Linked DNA regions of Pan troglodytes: region 2 is linked to region 1. The links are chromatin contacts, called in public Hi-C maps. All regions are on one chromosome and are shown on one strand. Each heading gives the region's core, a stretch centred on a gene start, on an enhancer-like site or on the middle of the called end of the contact. The rest is flanking DNA. Distances are from core to core; before and after follow the strand shown. Region 1 holds the start of FJX1 (four-jointed box kinase 1). Region 2 has its middle 120 kb from the start of LDLRAD3.

Region 1 (2,969 bases), core at 293-2,792:
GCGGCGCTGTAGCAGCTGAGCGTGGGGGTCTGCAAGGGCGGCCAGCTCGGGGAAGCGAGGCTCGTGGCGCCGGTAGAGGCGCAGCAGCCGGGCCGCGGCGTCCTGTCCGCGGTGCAGCTCCAGGACGCGCCGCGCGGTCCGCTCGCGGAACACGCACACTGACTGCAACAGCGGCTCGTTATACTTGTCCCACATGCCTGCTACCCGGTAGCCGTGCACCAAGCCCGCCTCATTGTCCAGAAAGACCAGCGCCCCGCCCGGACCGCGGTGCAGGTTGCTGGTGGCACGCTGCATGACGCGCGGGTCCCACTGCAGGCTGAAGAGGTTGCTTACGAGCCGGTCGAAGTTGGCCGTCAGGTAGTCGAAGAGGATTAAGTCGGTCCATTGTACTAGGTCCACCAGCTCCGCCTGGCTGAGGTTGGCCAGCTCACCCCCGGCATCCCGGAGGGGGCGCAGACGGCCGTCCTCCGAGCGCCAGGGCGCGGGCACCACCACGTCCGTGAGGTTGGGCAGCCAGCGTGTCAGGCTCACCACGCTGCCCTCGGTCCAGTGAGCAGCGCGCAGCTCCTCCTGCACCTGCGCCCACTGCGCGCCCCGAGCCTCCACCCGAGCCAGTGCCAGCGGCGGCACGTGGCGCTGGAGGCCCAGCAGGCGCGCCAGGTAGTAGGACAGGGCCTCGCCCTGAATCTGCTCCGGGTTGATGCCGTAGCGCACGCAGGCGCGGGTGCCGTCGGCAAAACGGGCCAGTCGGTTGGAGCTGCGCCCGCAACCCCCGCGCTCCAGGGCCACCACCCGGGCGCCGCGAGCCGCCTCCAGCCACGCCGCCGCCTGGGCCTCCGAAAAGCCCGGGGGCACCTGCTCTTCCAGGCCGCGGCTCCAGAAGACGCCCCCGTGCACCGCGGCGCTCTCCTCCGGCCGGGGCCGCCTGGCTGGCACGTGCCACCTGGGCTCGCTCCGGGACTGCCGGGGCGGGCCGTCCGCGCCGGCCGCCAGGGTGAGCAGCGCCCGGAAAGTTTTCAGGGAGCCGCCGCGGGCGTCCCACGCCAGGGGCGGGGGCAGAGGGAAGCGAGGCGCGGGCGCGGGGCCGCCGCTCCGGGCCGGGCGCCGTGGGAGTCGGTCTTCGGGCGGCCGGGAGGCGGGCAGCTCGGTCCGCGGCGGCAGGAGCCCTCCCCACATCGCCAGCAGCGAGCCCAGCGCCAGCAGCCAGAGCCCCGCGGTGGCGGCGGCGCCCCGCATCCTCCTGCCCATGCTCCCGCGGCTGTGCCGGTGCGCCGCCGCCGCTTCAAGCCGAGCCCAGGCACCCGGGTCCCGGCGGCGAGGCGGGCCCGGCAGTTTGTGGGCTCCGAGGCTTCGGGCGCTTCGGCCCCATCGCGGCCGCGGGGTGCTGCGGGGCTCTGTCCGGCGCTCCGCCCGGCGCTGGGAACTCGAGTCCCCGCCGCTTCCCAGCTGCTTTTGTATTTCGCTGTGAGACCCTCCGGTGGGCGCGATTCACAGGCGCCCGGACCACGTGGGAGCGAGGGGGATCCCCCTCCCCCTCCTCCGCCTCCGCTCCCCGCCCCCCGCTCCCCCGCCCCCTTCCTCTCCTCTTCCACTTAAAGCGGCGATGGCTCCTTCCGAGAGGGAGAGGCGGCCCCACACTCGGTCTGGGACTTAGGGGCCTGGAGGAAGCCGGACTGGCTGCGCCCGCGCCGGGGCGTAGGAGGGGGTGGCGCAGAGCCGGAGTCTGGGGCCTGGCGGGAGGGACGCGCCCTGGGCCCTCGCGGTGGTGTCGTGGTCGCCGGGTCCCTTTGCCTAGGCAGCGCGGATCTCCTGCAAACTTCAGACAGATTTCCACCTCTTTCCGAGCTCCGCCAGGCTAGGATCAGGCAGGGTCCCTTTGCTTTCTCAGTTTCTGTCTGGGTGATTCACGCTGCTTTATGTAAATCCCTGGGAATGTCTCCGAGCCACAGAGGATGTGATTCCAGCGGAAAGAGGAACCCGCTGTAGCCAACAACTTTGAACCGACACTCCCTTTTCCGAGCTCGCACATCAGCACCAATCAGTATTGGCCGCTCTGCCTTTCCCAAGGGACTCCCAGGGAGTGAAGCCTCGCTGTGCACGTGCCCCTTGAACACCTAGGCCATCTCCCATTCATTCATGGATCCATTCAACACAGCGACTGCCCCTCGGTTCTGGTTCTGCTTACCAGAAGCAAAGTCCACAGATCCGGGTCCCAGTGCTGCTGGAATTTACATCCCAGTGGGACTCTCAGGTTGCTAAGAGAGATTATAGCCATCCAACCTCGTGTTGGGGAGAGGGGAGTCAGGGACGACTTTTCGAAAGAAATGATACCGTTTTGTCCATGAGGAAACTGAGGCACAGAGAAGGGATGGGTGTTGCTCAGGATTGCACAATTAGCAAGTGGCGAAGCTAAAAGTCAAACCCAGGTCTCCTGGCCGCATGCACTTGATTTTCCCTCCATTAAGAAAGATCAGTATTTCTTTTTTAATCAAGTCAGCATTCTCAAGTTTGAAATTCACTGTCATTTGACCACTTTGTTCCCCAAATGTGATTTTTCAATTAAAAGGATTTTTCAAATGAAAAGGAAAAAAACCTCAATCCCATACTGCATTTGATTTACTGCTTTTACGATTTAAGGGAAAAAGAAATGGTGGTGGTGGGGGGGGGGAGGGAGGCGGTGAAGGAGCAAAGAAAACAAAATGAACAACCTCTTCACCCCAACACATCTTCCAGCCACCTCTGGGTTACATTTACTAGGAAAACTTTTGGATGCCAGTCGGCCCTCCCTTACCTCTCTGTATCAGAATGAGTCCCAGATCCACACTGAGATTCCCAGGGTAGACACAAGATCAGGGGCATGGTGGAATCCACCTCTCAAAGGCCAGAGTTTGAAATCTGTTTCCTTACATGGTGTGTATCGTTTCTCTCCTTTCATCTTCCCATCAGGTGCACATGGGGGTTTTCAACTG
Region 2 (2,969 bases), core at 133-2,632, 200 kb before region 1:
TGTGCCTCTTCTTTCATCTAGAAAAATAATAGTACCTAGCACTTCAGGTCGTTATGTGATTAAAACAGTTTCATTTTCTCTGACAGAGTGGCCTGTTTAAGATAAGGAGAATTTTTGAATCTGGGTAGATTGGATTCTTGCCACTTCCTGCTATCTCATCAAAGAGCCAAACATAGAACAGGGAGGGCTATGTGAAGGAATGTGCACTTCATCAAAAGCATGCATTCCGTTAATTTAAAGAAATTATAGTATGATTATTCTATCATAGCAACAAGATATAAATAGATATTAATAAGTAAAATCAGGTTAGTTGCTGAAAAATGCCATTCATAATAAGGTTGCATTACATAAATGTTTGCATATGTAAATGTCCTGTAATGCCCATGGACTTTAATTGCTGCATTTGGCATGGAAAATTACCAGCTCTGCTACTACTAGTGGTGTGATCTCAGGCAACATTCTTTACCTCTCTGAGCCTCAATTTCATTGGCCATAAAATGAGACTAATTTTTTTCTTGTATTAAAGGACCACATGAGATAATGTATGTAAAAAGACTGAAAACTGGAAAGTACAATAGTTTTTTAGGTATTTAATCATTGTTGTAATTAATAGCCACAGTGAAAATATATTCAAGGACAATGTAAAGATTTGAGCTTACAGTTTCAAATACCAACCTTAAGAATGATCCAGAAATACTAAACTCATGTGTTTTTTTGTTTTTAAAACTATGACATCTATAAGTTGGAGACATTTGCTTTTTGAGACATTGTCTTTTTTATTATATAATCTTTAGTCCTCATGGCATCCTCTTTAGAGACCAAACAGCAATTAGTGAACTGTTTCAGACAGAAATCTGGATGGTCCAAGATCCTGGATTAAGATAGCTCTATTTATGAATGCATTTTCAGATTAAACAGGAAAAGTGTATTAAACCAAGCACTTCATTGTGGATAAGGAAAATCGATATCCTGTGGGTTGGACTGTTTTTAGTCTTACTACAAAAATGGATGCACTATTTATACGTGTTTTCTCCAGTCATGGCTATTAGCTCTTCACTTCAAGTTCACTCACTCAGCCACTACGGTGGAGAGCCAGTCATTGTAGGTTAAAAGCAACTAATGTTAGACCCCTGCTGGCCTGGTCTGGCACTGCACGGGGAAACACAATCTCCAATTCTTATTAGTGGGGAAATTGGTTTACAAAAGCAGAGCTGAGACGCCAAGGATTTGGTTTTGCCTCCCTTGATATCTAGGTGCCAATATGGGAGCAAGAAGAAAAGTGGGATTTGCCTTACAATGGAGAAGTTCTTGAGGAGGAACTGGGGATTATAATCTCCCTTCAGGGCGGTTGGGACTTGGATCAGCCTGCCCCACAAGCTCCCTCTTCATTGCTAACAGCTTGGAGGCTGGCACTGAGCTTTTCCATGTGTTCACACTCATTGTTGGTTGCACTCTCCAACCTCTAGGGGGCGCAGAGGCGTTCGCCTCAGCTTTTTTTTTTTTTTTTTTTTTTTGAGGCAGAGTCTCACTCTGTCCCCAAGGCTGGAGGGGGCAGTGGCACGATCTCAGCTCACTGCAACCTCCGCCTCCCGGGTTCACGCGATTCTCATGCCTCCACCTACCGAGTAGCTGGGATTACAGGCATAAACCACCATGCCCAGCTAATTTTTGTATTTTTAGTACAGACGGGGTTTCACCATGTTGGCCAGGCTGGTCTCCAACCCCTGGCCTCAAGTGATTCACCCACCTCAGCCTCCCAAAGTGTTGGAATTAGAGGCGTGAGCCACCACGCCTGGCCTTCAGCTTTTTCATTTTGTTGCTCCAAGACAAGGAGCCGGGACTAGGAAGGGTCAAGGGCACGATGGAGCGCTCAATGATACACGTGATGCGGCTGCTACAATAGGAGTCGTCATCTGTGGGTAAAAAAGCAACCAGAATTACAATACTTTTCCTTCTTGTGGTCTGTACTTTCTCCTCTTCTCTCGTGAAACTGGAATGAATGGGGCCCAGAGAAAACGAAGCGCAGAACAAGAGAAGGATAGCAAGAAGGGCCCAAACAAAACAAGAGCCTCAAATGGGCAAAGCTTTTGTTTTGGGGAAAGGGATCTCGGTTAATGCTCCTGTTTGGTAGAAATCAGACATAACAGGAATGAGGTTAGGGAGTGGTAAAGTGGTAAGGGGCTTGGCTCCACTTCCAACTCAGTGTTTTTGGTTAACATGAATAGGTAAACCCTAAAGGATTGGGATTGGGGAATCATGAGAGATGGGAAAAATCCCACTTTTCTTTGCTTGAACATGGCCTAGCAGATGACCTTTTCTTCTCACAGTAGAGAGCTCTAAGGAAGGTTATCAAAGTCCAAAAGTTAGGGTTTTAACTCATTTGACCTACTCTACTGGCCCTATGACTTGAAGGTCACAGTCGTGAGATGGGATTATACTGAGAACCAGGGTATCGTTCAACAATGTTCCTTGATCTCTTCCTCATTAGGGCTTGTGCCTCTTCAGAGTTTGGCTGGAGTGACACAAATCCACTCTTCCCAGTTAAAGAAAAGTCATCCTGATTAGCTTCCCAGAGAATGTTCTGTGATTGCAGGAAGGAAAGTTGTGATTCCCAATCTGAACTTGGAGGCCTCAGTGATTTTCGGAAGCACTGTTTGCTGGGCTGAGTCAGCAGAGACAAACCTACCCTTGATTTTCTGGAGAGTGTTCTTCTACAAGGACAGATCCTCAGACACTTAGCCCGTCCCCTGTTAATGAATACTGACGTCATTACCACATTTTTTGCCCTTAAAAGCAATGCTACATGATCATTCTTATGCAAAAAGCTTTGTACCTATGTCACATTTCTTTCAGGGAGATTTCTAAAAATGGGATTGGATACCACCAAATTTCCTATCCAATAACCTGTTTTATTACTACACCAATCAAGTTAAGATAATGATGCTAATATTGATAACTATTTCATTTCT

Evidence for each region. A called contact is a pair of places that touch in the nucleus more often than the background predicts.
Region 2: a contact with region 1 is called in a Hi-C map of stem cell-derived neural progenitor cells, with 7 times the contacts expected there. The contact joins the enhancer-like site here to the promoter of FJX1 in region 1. A contact is called at or near these places in 4 of 7 Hi-C or Micro-C datasets (blood, induced pluripotent stem cells and stem cell-derived neural progenitor cells), 1 of 1 datasets of contacts at active chromatin or transcription factors (stem cell-derived excitatory neurons) and 1 of 1 other capture datasets (stem cell-derived neural stem cells).

The regions. Positions count from the first base shown.
Region 1 is chr9:39,627,845-39,630,813 of NHGRI_mPanTro3-v2.0_pri, reverse strand. It overlaps FJX1 (four-jointed box kinase 1), which reads right to left and starts at 1,542. Exons shown (of 1, transcript XM_508371.7): 1 at 1-1,542. The coding sequence starts at 1,248.
Region 2 is chr9:39,831,349-39,834,317 of NHGRI_mPanTro3-v2.0_pri, reverse strand. No RefSeq gene overlaps it. Among named protein-coding and RNA genes, the nearest start is that of LDLRAD3, 120 kb to the left of the region's middle. Within about 2 kb of position 1,382, at least 11 of the 24 cell types and tissues checked have an H3K27ac peak or open chromatin away from gene starts, as enhancers often do. A contact at or near this core is called in induced pluripotent stem cells, stem cell-derived neural progenitor cells and stem cell-derived neural stem cells, where this site is marked.